Linked DNA regions of Sus scrofa: all the other regions are linked to region 3. Evidence: chromatin contacts called from public Hi-C and HiChIP or PLAC-seq data. All regions are on one chromosome and are shown on one strand. Each heading gives the region's core, a stretch centred on a gene start, on an enhancer-like site or on the middle of the called end of the contact. The rest is flanking DNA. Distances are from core to core; before and after follow the strand shown. Region 1 overlaps ITPK1 (inositol-tetrakisphosphate 1-kinase). Region 2 holds the start of UBR7 (putative E3 ubiquitin-protein ligase UBR7). Region 3 holds the start of ITPK1 (inositol-tetrakisphosphate 1-kinase).

Evidence for each region. Hi-C and Micro-C count contacts between places; a contact is called where the count stands out from the background. HiChIP or PLAC-seq counts read pairs in DNA pulled down with a chosen protein or histone mark.
Region 1: a contact with region 3 is called in a Hi-C map of liver, with 6 times the contacts expected there. The contact joins the enhancer-like site here to the promoter of ITPK1 in region 3. A contact is called at or near these places in 5 of 47 Hi-C or Micro-C datasets (brain, embryonic fibroblasts, heart right ventricle and 2 more) and 1 of 2 datasets of contacts at active chromatin or transcription factors (alveolar macrophages).
Region 2: a contact with region 3 is called in an H3K27ac HiChIP or PLAC-seq map of alveolar macrophages. The contact joins the promoter of UBR7 here to the promoter of ITPK1 in region 3. A contact is called at or near these places in 1 of 47 Hi-C or Micro-C datasets (embryonic fibroblasts) and 1 of 2 datasets of contacts at active chromatin or transcription factors (alveolar macrophages).

What each region holds. Positions count from the first base shown.
Region 1 is chr7:114,392,464-114,397,070 of Sscrofa11.1, forward strand. The region is part of intron 4 of ITPK1 (inositol-tetrakisphosphate 1-kinase); the gene reads right to left. Among named protein-coding and RNA genes, the nearest start is that of CHGA, 49 kb to the left of the region's middle. Within about 2 kb of position 2,083, at least 13 of the 83 cell types and tissues checked have an H3K27ac peak or open chromatin away from gene starts, as enhancers often do. A contact at or near this core is called in liver and skeletal muscle, where this site is marked.
Region 2 is chr7:114,587,276-114,592,180 of Sscrofa11.1, forward strand. It overlaps UBR7 (putative E3 ubiquitin-protein ligase UBR7), which reads left to right and starts at 3,645. Exons shown (of 11, transcript XM_001926839.5): 1 at 3,645-3,880. The coding sequence starts at 3,731. GON7 (GON7, KEOPS complex subunit homolog) reads right to left here and starts at 3,529. Exons shown (of 2, transcript NM_001167590.1): 1 at 3,269-3,529. The coding sequence starts at 3,476.
Region 3 is chr7:114,517,804-114,522,394 of Sscrofa11.1, forward strand. It overlaps ITPK1 (inositol-tetrakisphosphate 1-kinase), which reads right to left and starts at 2,373. Exons shown (of 10, transcript NM_001143692.2): 1 at 2,146-2,373. The coding sequence starts at 2,240.

The DNA of each region.
Region 1 (4,607 bases), core at 833-3,332, 130 kb before region 3:
ACAGGGCATGGAGATACTTAATTAAATTCAACTTAAGTGTGCAGACAAAAACTATTATTTGCTTGGTGTGACGGCAGAGTCCTAAAACATCCCCAAAGACTCCGTCCCCAGCACACCCTGCATAATCCCTGTAAACATGACCACTTCATTTTCTTAATTTTTAATTTTTTTTTAACTTTTTTGCTTTTTAGGGCCATACTGGTGGCATATGGAAGTTCCCAGGCTAGGGGTGGAATTGGAGCTATAGCTGCCGGCCTCCGCTACAGCCACAGCAACACCGGATCCTTAACCCACTGAGCGAGGCCAGGGATAGATCACAGATTCTCATGGATACCAGTTGGGTTCGTAACTGCTGAGCCACAATGGGAACGCCCAATATGAGCATTTTAAATATGGTGATTAGGCTATGGTATATTGCTGACTATAAAACAGGGAGGCTATTTGGGTGGCCTGCCTGAATCATAGGTGCTCTTAAAAAGCAGGGTTTTTTTAGGAGTTCCCGTTGTGGCTCAGTGGGTTAAGCCAACACACACATGCACCTTTATGTTCTTTGCAGCTCTAGTCACAACAGCCACAACACAGAAACCACCTAAATGTCCATCGATGAATGGATTAAGAAGATGTCGATACACACAATGGAATACTACTCAGCCATGAGAAAGAACAAAATAATGTCATTTGCAGCAACATGGGTGGAACTAGAGACTCTCAAACTAAGTGAAGTAAGTCAGAAAGAGAAAGACAAGTACCACATGATATCACTTATAGCTGGAATCTGGGCACAAATGACCCTTTCCACAGAAAAGAAACTCATGGACTTGGAGAACAGACTTGTGGTTGCCGAGGGGGAGGGAGTGGGCTGGACTGGGAGTTTGGGGTTCATAGATGCAAACGATTGCCTTTGGGATGGATAAGCAATGAGGTCCTGCTGGGAACTATATCTAGTCACTTATGATGGAGCATGGTAATGTGAGAAAAAAGAATGTATATATGTATGTGTGATTGAGTCACCTTGCTGTAAACCAGATATAATGGAAAAAAATAAAAATCATTAAAACAAAAAAGAAGCTGACATAATGTCTGTGAGGAGGTGGGTTCAGTTCCTGGCCTCACTCAGTAGGTTAAGGATCCAACACTGCCACAAGATGCACCATAGGTCGCAGATGTGGCTCGAATCTGGTGTTGCTGTGGCTGTGGTGTAAGCCTCAGAGGCAGCTCTGATTTGACCCCTAGCCTGGGAACTTTCATATGCTGCAGGTGTTGCCATCAAAAAAAAAAAAAAAAAAAAAAAAAAAGGCAGAGTTTTCTCCGAAGAGGAGGTCAGAGACCTGAAGCCCAAGAAGGGCTAGCTAGACATGCCATTGCTGGTTTAAAGATGGAGAGACCAGTGATAAGAAATGTGGGGGCTGTAAGAGCAGAGGGCGCCCCCTGCTGACAGTCAGCAAGGAAACCTCAGTCCTACAGCCCCAAGGACCTGAGTCCTGCCAACAAGCATGAGCTTGGGAGCAGCTTCTTCCTCGGGAACTTCAGATGAGAACTCAGCCCCTCTGACACCTTGATTCCCACCTGTGACACCCTTGAAGCAGCCACATCAGGTAGACTTCTGGCCTACCGAACCATGAGATGATAAAGGCGAGGGGATGTTGCAAGCCAGTTTGTAGTTATTTGTTATGATGCAGCAATGAGAAATGAATAGACTCTGGTTACTGTGAGTTTTCCAAGGGGGACCTTGACTGTGTAATTGGGAGACACTGGGCTGGGGTGGAGGTGGGGGCATTTCAGCAGTGGCTGCAGTGCCAACCCTGCTCCTGGAAGCTTCTGAGGGGCCCTCAGGCTCTGCTGCAGCTGATACCTCCCTGCCAGCAGCCTGATCATTGACTCCCAGCTACAGACTGCTGTTGGGACAACACTGGAGAGGGGGTGCTTCCAGGCTGGGACAGAGGGAAACAAAGGTCAGAGGTCTGACGCTCCCTGCTCTGACATGGCCCTGGTCTGCTGGACACGCAGTGTCCCTCCTGTCTGACTCAGCTAATGACCTGTTTCATCTCAAGGGGACAGAGTGCTATTTGCACCGGGCGTGCTCAAGGCCAAGAGTAGAGAAGCCAGGCACGGGCCCAGGCGGAGACAGGGACACTCCCGAGTCCCGTTCCAGCTCATGGAGACGGCGGCTGGAAATGTGGATTAACTCCGTGGCAGCTGTTTCCACTGATTTATGGCCCTCTTCCGGACCTGCAGGCTGGCTGCGCCACTCAGTTCCAAGTCCCGAGATGCAGCAGCCTTTTCTGTTTGCAAGACATTTTAAAAAATACTATTCGAAGTGCTCTCCCTGGCTGTACATATTCCAAAAGAACAGAAAACGTTAGCCTGGCCCAGTGCAAGGAGGATGCTTCCAGCAATGGAACGGTCCATATTTTCATTTTTATTATTTATTTGTCTTTTGTCTTTTTAGGGCCGCACCTATAGCATATGGAGGTTCCCAGGCTAGGGGTCGAATCGGAGCTGTAGCTGCCAGCCTACACCACAGCCACAGCCACACCAGATCCGAGCCTTGTCTGTGACCTACACCACAGCTCACAGCAAAGCTGGATCCTTAACCCACTGAGCAAGGTCAGGGATTGAGCCTGCAACCTCATGGTCACTAGTTGGATTCATTTCCACTGTGCCACAAGGGAACTCCTGATTGCTACTGATGTGACTGTCCTGGGCTTAGACAAAGGTATCATGGTCACACAGGATGCTAATATGGGACACAGTTGTGCGAAAGGTACATGGGTACTGCATGTAGCGTTTTTTGCAACTTTTTTGTCAAGTCTAAAATTACTTAAAATAACATTTATACTAAAAAATATGTATACAGACAGCCCTTTGTATCTGTGAGGTTCATCCAAATATGAATGGAAAAATATTGGGGGGGGCGAAGAAAATATTCCATTAAGTTCCAAAATTTGCCAGGTGCCAGGAAGTATTTACACATTATTTGTATTGTATTTATAATTATTTACATGGCATGTGCCTTATGGTGGGTATTATAAGTCATGCAGAGACGATGCAAGGTATACAGGAGGGCATGCATAGACTATGTGCAAATACGACACCGTTTTATTACGTAAGGTCCTCGAGTGTCCTCAGACTTTGGTAGCAGGGGAGATCCTGGAACCAACTGCCCACAGATCCTGAGGGGCGACTGTATTGTGAACTTTATAATAAATCCATAAAACTGATATAATTAAAAATAAAGCCAGGCGGGTGTTCAGGGAGGATGGAGGGAGAGGGGTGCACTGCCTGGAAGGGACCTGGGCACAGGGTTGCAGAGGCCAGCATTCATTTAAAGCTAAAAAGAATTTCAAGGAGTTCCTGCTGTGGTGTAACAGATCAGGTGTCTTGGGAGCGCTGGGATGTAGCTTCGATCCCCAGCTCAGCACAGTGAGTTTAGGATCCAGTGTTGCCGCAGCGGTGGTGTATGGTGAAACTGAGGCTCGGATCCGATCCCTGGCCCAGGGGGGATCTCCGTATGCTGAGGGGCAGCCAAAAAAAAGAATCTCAAGAACCCAGGACTCGTCTGGTTACAACGTATCATGTGTGGTCTAAAACCCACAACCCAGGCCGACCTCGGGGACTCATGGCAGGTGGGTACCATCAGGGCCAGCGCCTCACAAGCCTTCCTGATAAGTGTGTGAAGCATTTTCCTGGCAGGCTAATCCCAAATTCGGCCTTGGACACAAAATCAGGGCTAGAAGCTGACCCTGACTCAGGAGCAACAGTTCCCGGGTAGAGGAGGGGCTACACCCTACTGTCCTCTGTGTCCTCCAGACCCTGCTACTACCAACCAGCTGCTCACATGCCTCCTGCTCAAAGCCCGGGCACCCTGTGGGACCGAGGAGAAGAGACGGACCTGGGTGCCCAACTCTGGGCCACACCTGCTGCAGTGAACTGGCCAGACCTTCTGCACGCTTCCCCCTGGGGGATGGCAGCCCTGACAGGTGAGCAAACGACTCAGCAAGCCAGTGACAGCCCAGGCCCCACGAACAGGGCTGAGATTTGAGCCCAGCCAGACCTGTCAGTGCCAAAGCCCCATCCTTCCCCACTCCAATGTGTCACTGTCCCCGAAAAGGACCATAACCCTATGGGACAGAGACTCCATGACTGAGGCACAGTGGACACCAGGGACCTTCCTAGACAATGTCGTTGCCTGGACACCAGAGGGCGCCCGCAAGCAGTGCCAGGTGGTGGTGCCAGAGCACCAGGAAGCTCTGGGGATCACCCCAGGCAGCAGAGACAGAGGCCCCCACTGCATGCATCATAGCCTCAGCCCCTCCTTGTCGGGCTCAGGGACAGTGTGGGTGGAGGAGGCAGTACACATGGGGGTCGGAGCCGGACTCAGGAACCACTGGCTAAGAGGATACCCAGATGGCGTGGGTATCAATCCCCCAGCTCTGCCCCCAGTAGCTCAGTAGCTTTAGCCAACGGGACACAATGCCTGTCAGTGTCCCCACCGTTACGTGGCAGCAGCAGTGCCTTTCTCACAGGGTCATGGTGAGGATTAAATTAGCTAATACAGGGGAGTTCCCGTCGTAGCTCAGCGGTTAACGAATCTGTCTAGCATCCAT
Region 2 (4,905 bases), core at 2,395-4,894, 71 kb after region 3:
GATTGGAGCCATGTCTGCGGCCTACGCCACAGCTTGAGGCAACGCCAAATCCTTAAACCCACTGAGGGAGGCTGGAGATCGAACCCCCATCCTCATGGATATTAGTCGGGTTTGTTACCACTAAGCCACAACGGGAACGCCTAAAATTCACAGCGGGAGTTCCTGCTGTGGTACAGTGAATTAAGGATCCGAATATAGCAGCTCGTGTCGCTGCAGAAGCGCGTACAGTGGGCTACAGATCTGGCATTGCCGTAGCTGCCGTGTGTGTTGTAGCTGCAGCTCAGATTCTATCCCCAGCCTGGGAACTTTCATATGCCACAGGTGGCCCCCCCCCCCCAAAAAAAGTGTAGTTTACTGATTTCGATATTCACTAGGCTGTCCAACCCTCACCACTAATTCTAGAACACTTTTCATCAACCCCAAAGAAATCTTACACCAATTAGCAGTCATTTCCCATTCCCCTTAGCCTTTGGCAGCCACTAACCTACTGTAATCATCTCCCATCTCTTAGATTTGCCTATTCTTTTTTTTTTTTTTTTTTTTTTTTTTTTTTTTTTTTTTTTTTTTTTTTTTTTGTCTTTTGTCTTTTTTGTTGTTGTTGTTTTTGTTGTTGCTATTTCTTGGGCCGCTCCCGCGGCATATGGAGGTTCCCAGGCTAGGGGTTGAATCGGAGCTGTAGCCGCCGGCCTACGCCAGAGCCACAGCAACGCGGGATCCGAGCCGCGTCTGCAACCTACACCACAGCTCACGGCAACGCCGGATCGTTAACCCACTGATCAAGGGCAGGGATCGAACCCGCAACCTCATGGTTCCTAGTCGGATTCGTTAACCACTGCGCCACGACGGGAACTCCAGATTTGCCTATTCTTAACATTTAATGTAAATGAATCGCAAAATACATGCCTTTTTGTGTCTGTCTGCTTTCACTTACCATGTTTTCAAAGGTCATTCATGAAGTGTAACATTTATCAGTACTTCACTCCTTTTTGTTGCTAAATAATATTCCATTGTATGGATATACATATTGTTTCTCCACTCGAGTAGATGGACATTTGTGTGTTTTTTAAAATTTTTCATCAAAGTATAGTTGATTTACAATGTTCTGACAATATCTGCTGTAATTTGTCTTATTTCCACTTTTTAGTTATTATGAATAATGCTGCTTATGAACATTTGTGCATTTGTTTTTTATGGGAACATGTTTCCAGTTCTCTTGGAGAACTAGGGATGGAATTAAGAATCCCTAGAATTGCTGGATCATATGATAACTTTAACTTCAAACGGCTTTCCAAAGAAGGTACACTATTTTGCATTTCCACCAGCAACACATGAGGGCTCTAATTTCTTCATATCCTAGCTAACATCTGTTAGTGTTCTTTCTGATTACAGCCTTCCTAGTGGACATGACATGGAATCTCATTGTGATTTGATTTGCCTTTCCTTGAAAGCCAATGACGTTGAGCGTCTTTTCATGTGCTTATTTGCCATTTGTATATCTTATTTGGAGAACTGTCTATTCAAGTCTTCTGCACATTTGGTAACTGACTGTCTTTTTTCGTCAACATGAGGATTTTTTTTTCCATTGAAGTACACTGTTAGTTCCAAGTGTACCACACAGTGCCCCGATATTTCTAGACGTTACAAAATGATCACTATTTGCCTTTTTAGTGTTGCATTCTACCACTTTTCTTTCATAATTGTTATTTCTGAAAATTTTGCATTGCTAATTAAGATATTATTCATACACTGGGGGTTCCCAGTGCAGTGCAGCAGAAAAGAATCCGACTAATATCCATGAGAATGTGGGTTTGATCCCTGGCCTCACTCAGTGGGTTGGGAAGCCAGTGTTGCTGTGAGCTGTGGTGTGGGTTGCAGATATGGCTCCGATCCGGAGTTGCTGTAGCGTAGGCTGGCAACTGTAGCTCCATTCTGAGCCCTAGTCTGGGAACCTCCCTATGCTGCAGATGTGGCCGTAAAAAAAAAAAAAAGAAAGAAAGAATTCATCCAAAATAAAGATAAACTCCATTTTTTTTTTTTTTTTTTTTTTTTTTTTGGTCTTTTTAGGGCCGCACCTGAGGCATATGGAGGTTCCTGGGCTAGGTGTTGAATTGGAACTATAGCCACTGGCCTACACCACAGCAATACAGCAATGCCAGATCTGAGTCATGTCTGCAACCTACACCATAGCTCAGAGCAACTCCGGATCCTTAACCCACTGAGGAGGCCAGGGATGTAACCTGCGTCCTCATGAATATCAGTCAGATTCCTTTCCACTGAGCCATGATGAGAACTCCCACTTTTTTTTTTTCAATGGCTCTACCTATACCTGTCCTTATTCCAACGATAAAATTTGCAACTGATTAAAGAGGAACTTTTGGAGTCAAGAAACAGGACTTCACTCTCACGGAAACAATCCATTGTCTGAAGTTTGTGTAATATTCTGAATTGGTTCCTTCACATTATTAGTTTAAGAGCCTGTACAGAGGAGTTAAGTCCTGATTCCAATATTTAATGCTTAGGTTCTTAAGCTTAAGGCAGTCAAAATGTATCTACCTATTCAAGACAAGACTTAAAACAAAAAACCCCCCAAAAACTAAACCAGTTAAATTTCCCGTTTCCACTTTCAAACTGCACCTACAAAACCGGGAAAGGAAAGGAGTCCCTGAGAGTAAACACCTGTTTATCTGAAATCTCTTCCAATCTTAGGAACCCGCTCCTATTCTGCGATGGACCGCAGTCTTCCAAACGTAATTTCACAGCTGGGAGAATTCCTTTTCATCCTTCAACACCCAGCTTAAAAGCCAGACATGCCCACTATTAGGTCTTCCTGGGTTCTCTAGGTTCGAATAGTTATAGGAGGATCCTAGGGTCATCTTTCCACTCTTTAATGAGAGCGTTTACTTGTTTAATCACTCATCAAAATTCCGCAACGACAGGAACTAAGCCGCATTCACCCTCATTCTTTCTTCAGAGCTCAGTCCAATGATTGGCACAGAGCAGCAGGGGTTCGGCCCGCTTTTCTTTGGTTTTGTGTGTGCGTGTATGTGTGTGTGTGTGTGTGTGATATAAATGAAAAGAGTCGTGAAAACAGCCCTGCTAGGTGAGCCCAGGTTAGGCCTAGAGTTGGCGGAAGGTGCTAACAATTTTTAGTAGGAATCCTTCTTCCTCCAGTTTTCTCCAGTCTGCTGTTTTACACGGGCTCCCTGAGATTTTTCCCGGGGCGCCCCTGCCCTCCCTCCAGTCGCTCCAGCACCATCCCAGAGCTCACCGTCCAAGGCCTCTTCTGGAGCCGCCGCCACCCGGTCCTGAGCTTCCCCCTGTACCGGGGAACCGAAGAGCTCGGCCACCAGCTCCTTCATCCGAGCCACGCCCGACAGCAAGCCCTGGAAATGGTCGGCATTGCCTGGCGCCTCACAGGGCACTCGTAGCCGCTGCCGCTGCCCGTCCTGCCCGACATACTCGCCCAACAGCTCCATGGCGACCGCTGAGCTTCAAGAACGCGCCACAGGGATACGCCACCCGGAAGCGGAAACCAGCCAAGCGCGGGCGCAGGCGGGAGAAGGAAGAGGAGTGACTTCCGTTTGTCGGAAGTCGCTCCTCCCCCTTCCTTCTCTCGGCGTCTTTGGGATTGGTTCCAGGCACCCAGGCCCCGCCTCCTACGGCCCCGCCCCTCGCGCCCGCTTTTCCCGCCTCCGCCGGGGCTGAGCGGCGGTCCGGGTGACAGTTGAGGATGGCTGGAGCCGAGGGGACCGCGGGGCGGCAGTCGGAGCTGGAGCCCGTGGTATCGTTGGTCGATGTACTTGAGGAGGACGAGGAGCTGGAGAATGAGGCGTGCGCCGTACTAGGCGGCAGCGACTCCGAGAAGTGCTCCTACTCGCAGGTGGGCGCGCGGCCGGGCCTTACCTCCCCCGGCTCCCCTGGACCTTCTCTTCCCGGACTTACCTTCCCTCTTCCCGCCTGCCGAGGCCGGCACCTCCGTGGTAGTCCGGGGTCACTGTTTGTCATAGGCTTCCTCATCCCAGGCTCAGCCGCCCTTTTACCCTTAGTCTCGTGAGCCCCCTTCCTCTGCTTGTGTCCGGCAGGGCCCCCTTCGTCCCTCGGTTTTCCTCCGACCCCCCAGGATCTCTAGGCTTTGACCCTGGAGCAGCCTTTCCTTCCTCTCCCGTCTCTTCTCGGTGCCCCGGGTGTTTTTCACGAAACCATCCTCGTGTCCTCTCAAATCCAGACATCTTTGTCCCTAATTTTCCCATCCTTAGTATTTATTAGGAACCAGGTGGGAGTCAAAGCAGAGATAAAGGAGAGATCTCTGGATCTGAAAATCTCCCCATGTGGGCTGGGCACTTGGACAGCTGGTCCTCTGCAATTTAGTTTGACAAGTGCTATCTGGTTTTTTGGCGAGAGGAAGCAAGTACCATGTCTCTGTGCAGTCTGCTACCCAGGAGGATAGACCGGAACCCGAACAGCTGGTGGCTCTGGCGAAGGGGTGGGGGTAGGGGAGGAGAGCGAGCACTTGGAAGATGTTGTGAACAAGGCTTTGAGGGGGTGTGATGTAGTGTTGGGTGACTCATCCTATATTCTAGGTACAAAAATGGAGAAAGGTGGGTAGAAGAAAACTAATAAGAGGTGAGAATTGGTAGGAGGAAGGTTCCTTGGCGGGGGGCGTGTGGAGTGGAACGTTGGAGGGTGAGGAGAGAGACTTAGGGTCATTGTGTGGTGTGGACTGAGATCATAATACCAGTTGTCATCATTGACCAGTTGAATTTACACTGCAGAATGGTTAGGGTTTTTTTTTTCTTCTTTTTCTTTTGCCATTTCTTGGGCCGCTCCCGCAGCATATGGAGGTTCCCAAGCTAGGGGTCGAATCGGAGCTGCAGCTGCTGACCTACACCAGAGCCACAGCAACGT
Region 3 (4,591 bases), core at 1,123-3,622:
GCCACCCTCTCCAGGGTGGGAGCATTTTGCATCCAGTACAGACGTGTGGCCACCAGGGGGCGCTGCCCTGAAAGTAATAAAGGAGAAGAAACCAAAAAATTCTTTTTGGTGTTTTCTTTTCCTTCTTAAGCTTAAGTGACAAAACTAGCTAAAGCTCCCCTGATGAAAACACAAAGTGGGATTCCTGAGGTTCTAGAATGACCTAGATGTTTTCCTTCCTCTCTTTGAAGCCAACGTTTCGGCCAGAAGAAGCCAACTAGACTTGGAAAGCCACAATCCCTTCAGAGAAAGAACTCCGTGCTGGATTTCCCCCCAGAATGGTTGACATCAGAGCTTGCTCCGAACCCCCTGATGAAAGGCAGGAGGGTCCATGAAGAGGGAAAACCCAACTGCAAGTCCAGCCTGAAGACCCAGCCTCAAGTCTTGGCTGGAAGTGTTTCACGAGAGCTTCCTAATTACCAAGCAAAACATACCAACCAGATGACAAGCCTCATGCTTTAGCTGCAGACACAGGATGACACAAATACAGACAGACCTCAGGAAAAAGGGTGCAAGGTATCAGTGGGGATTTCCCAAGTCTTAGATGACTGCAGGGAACTCGGGCACCTAACGCCAGAACCAGACTTCAAGATCAGGTCTAGGGGCTTCTCCACATGTCCTCGGCGTCCAGGGCACATCTTCCACAAGTGCGTGTCTCTGCAGGGCTAGGTGCGAGGGCCCTTTTTGAATGTTCCAAAAGTCCTCAGACCCATTTTCAAAGCTCTGGCTGCAAGTTCCTCCTAGTTTCCTTGTGAATTCCCCGGCCACTCGGCATGCCCTACTGACCATGAAAAGCTTGCTTTCTCCTGGGGAAGCCAGCGTGAGGCAAGGCAGACAAGGCCCTATCCCCAGACCAAGGGACGCAGAACCAGGAGCTGTTGTATACAAGGGGCGCCCCTCTGGCTGCAGCGAGAAGAGCGCCTTGGGGGCTGGAACAAGGCAAAGGAGCAGCAGGCCCTGGGAAAAGGCATGAGGGGCACAGAGGTGCTGCCAGGCGGGCCTGCACCAGCCAGCTCTGACCAGCCACTTGCTCCGCACAAGGGGAGATAAGGAAACCCAATCATTATGTTTGGTGACCCAACAGGGATAAAAATGCAAGGGGGGGTCCATTTTCAAGAATCAAATCTACCAAGTGGAGACACTGCATAACAAAAGGTCTTCCACCTAGAGTTTGCAAAAGCCTGGGGGAGCCTGATTCTCTTAGGCTTTCACGGAGAACAGTATTTAACTAACAGCTTCTCAGAGCCAAAGCCACTGTAGTGAAGCAAGGTGAGGCAGACCTGACCCAAAACTGGATGCATCTGTAATGGACTAAGAATTCCATCGTATTAAAACACCCGGAGCCTCCACCCCAGAAGGACCAGTGGTGGGGGAGGGGGGGGAGCCCAGAGGGAGGAAGGCCGTTCTAGACCAGAAGCATTTACCCACCACCTCCTCTTAGGCATCAAGCCACTCCCTGCTGTGGGACCCCAGGGGGAGGTACCCCACCTCTCTGTGGATGGATCCCCCTTCTCAGACACGTGGCCCAGAATCACCAACCCAGCCAATTCTCAAGGCTGGTGCGAGGCTCTAATGAGACAGCAAATCACATACATGCCAAGTATTGCTACTCGCTTCAAAGAGGCTTAACCCAGTGATATGCGATGATAGCTTCTTGCAAAGACAGCTGCACAGGCGGGGCACAGAGTAGGTGGTCCACGAGCATACGAACCTCGGAGCCCTTCCCCATGAAGGGAAGAGGCCCAAGCAAGAAAAAACACTCCAGTCCAAAAGTACCTCCAGCCACAGGCATACGGCGTGGATCCCCCGATTTCCCAGGTCCCTCGGCCCCCTTTAGCAGTGCTCCCACCGCGCCCTGGGCAGCCAGGGGTCTCCCTACCGGGAGACCCAGTGCACCTGAGAGCCCTGGTCCGTGCCACACCGCCCATACTGGCAACTGCTTCCCTCGTACACAGCCCGCGGCCACCACAGCCACCTGGCTACTCGGACTCCGTGTCCCCACGCACCGCTCCTTCCCGTTTTGCTCTAATCTCCCGAACCAGCCGCTGAGGCTGAACCGGGCTCAGGCCGGGGGTCCCCGGGCGCCGGAGCCCCGTCCCTCCTTACCTGCACAGCTCGGCGAAGGCCTGGAAATTCAGCTTCTTGATTTTCTTCTCGCTCAGCCAGTAGCCAACTCTCTTCCCTTTCAGAAAGGTCTGCATCTTCCTCTTCGGGCGGAGAGCTCGGGTCGGAGGAAATCGCCCACAGGCCGAGTCTGGCGGCCCGGCGCGCGCCGCGAGCGTGCCGGCACCTCCTCCCGGCGGCGGGGACGCGGAACGGGGCTCCGGGCGCGCAGTCCTGCCGGGAGGGGCGGGACGGGGCGGGGCGGGCGCCCGGGCGGAGGGAGCGGCGCTCAGCGCGGCACTCCACTGGCTGCCGCTGCGCCGGGGCCGCCCGCGCCGCCGCCGCCCACGCCCCCGTCGCCCCCGGGGCTCCCGGCGCGCAAGTTCGCGAGCGCCGGCCCGGCCCGGCTGGGAAGAGGAGGGAGGCCCTCCCTCGCTGGCGCCGCCCTCCCGGCGCTGGGGACCGAGCAACACGCCCTCCAGCGGCGGCCGCGGACGATCGGCCACCGCGCCGGGGCTGCGCGCCGCCCCCAAGCCCCTCCTCCCCGCCCTCCCTCCCGTTCTCGCCCGCAGTTCCCCCTCCGAGCCCCGGGCGGCGCGTTTGGCCGATGCGAGCGGAGCGCGTGCGCTGCCCGGCGCGCTCGGACCCCGGCGGGGCGCACGCGGCCGCCAGCGCCCCCAGCCCCACCCCGCCCCGCCCCGCCGTCCTCACCCGCCGCCGCGGCCACCGCCGCCGCTGCCACTTCCTTCTCCTCTCCGTCGTCGTCCTCGCGCGCAGCCCGCGCTCTCGCCGAGCCCGGCCCAGCCGCTGCCACCGTGCTGACCCGGCCGGCAGGACCGCTGGACCAGGCCGGAGGAAACGCGGCGGAGCCGGCCGCCAGGGGGCAGCGCCGCCCGCCGCCTCTTAAAGGCGCAGCGCCTTCCCCGCCTTGCTCTTTGGTGCGCGTTTGTGTCGAGGATCAGGCTGTTGAGCCTGGGGGGTGGAGGGCTCAGTAGCGGCTTTAGGGCGGCCCTTGCCAAGTGCTTTTACTTTGTATAGGAGCGAGAGGAGTCGTGGTGGGGGATTTTCTGCCTGTCCTTTGGGAGTGATCGAGCCACTGAGTTTCATTCATCAAAAGCATCTCTGTAGTCCCAGCAGTATTGACCTCCGAGTGCAGCAGAAGGAGCAGGAAGGGGGGCGGGAGAGAGATACAGACACTCAATGATATCACCCGTCTTCCCTGAAGGAGACAGACCCAGGCTGTGCCCATGGGGGCACTTCGGGTGAGGACATGGACACTCAGGGGCCTTCGCAGGCTTCAGAGGTTGCCCGCCAATCACACTCGGGTCCCCTCCAGCGGGGGAGGGGAGAGGCTGGAAGCATCGAGGATCAGGGTGGGACACCCCCAGAAGACACTTTCCTTTGGGGACGCAGAGCAGCTGCAGGCCCAGCACCCTTAGTTCACCAGCCCCACCCTGCCTGCCCACGCCCTGTGGGCATTAGGGAAGCATCCAGCCCTTGGAGGATTGGGGGAGAAGCGAGCATCTCTCCCCAGACACCGGCAAGAAAAATGAATGGGAGGGAGGGTTGGAGGGCGTCTCAGACTTTCAGGGAAGACATTTAAGCTGGCCGTGGAAAATACGGAGGAGTTCGACGGGCCTGAGAAAAGAGAATAGCTTGAACGGAGGCTGGGAGAAGTGAAAGAACCAAGCTGTTAGGGACAGACTCTCCTTGACCAAACTTGAACGCTGTCTTTAAGGCCCAGCCCCTGGGGGCCTGCCTTCTTCCCCTAATTCCAACTTTCCCCATCCTTCTTCCCCATGGCTTTCCCGCTGCTACTAGGTGAGACTTGTCCACACCAGACTCTGGCAGTGAGCACACCTGCCCCCTGTCTCCACCTCTCAGCTAGCGCCACCCTTTACCCATCCCCCTCCCCTGGCACCCTTGCTGGGTGACCTTGCCGGCCACTTAGTCTCTCTGGGCCTCAGGTCCTACCGCTTTGGAGGTAAACAAGAAGAACAGGAGGTCCCTGGAAGTTCCCTTGTTGCCAAAGCTGTGGCGCAGATCGCAATAGCTACGCAGGTTGGATCCCTGACCTGGGAACTGCTGGTGTTGTCACTGCTGTGGCTCGGGTTCAAGCCCTGGCCTCAGAACTTTCGTATGCCTTGGGCACAGCCACAAAAAAAATAAAGGAGAGCGAGAACAGTCTGGCTTCAGAAAGACCTAGCTTTGGGGTCTGAGTTCAGCTCCTCCCAGCTTAGGCAAGTCATTTAAGTTCTGCCTCTGAGCTCCAGGTGAAAAAAGTAATGCTTGCCTTAAAACATTGTGGGGAGAATTAGGGTAGGTATTAGGTGGTCCTCAGCAGGCCACCATCACAAATGGGGCTTGTCACTGTCTCATCCAAGGACTCTTTTTTTTTTTTTTTGTCTTTTTTTATCTTTTTGAGGGCCGCACCTGCGGCATATGCAGG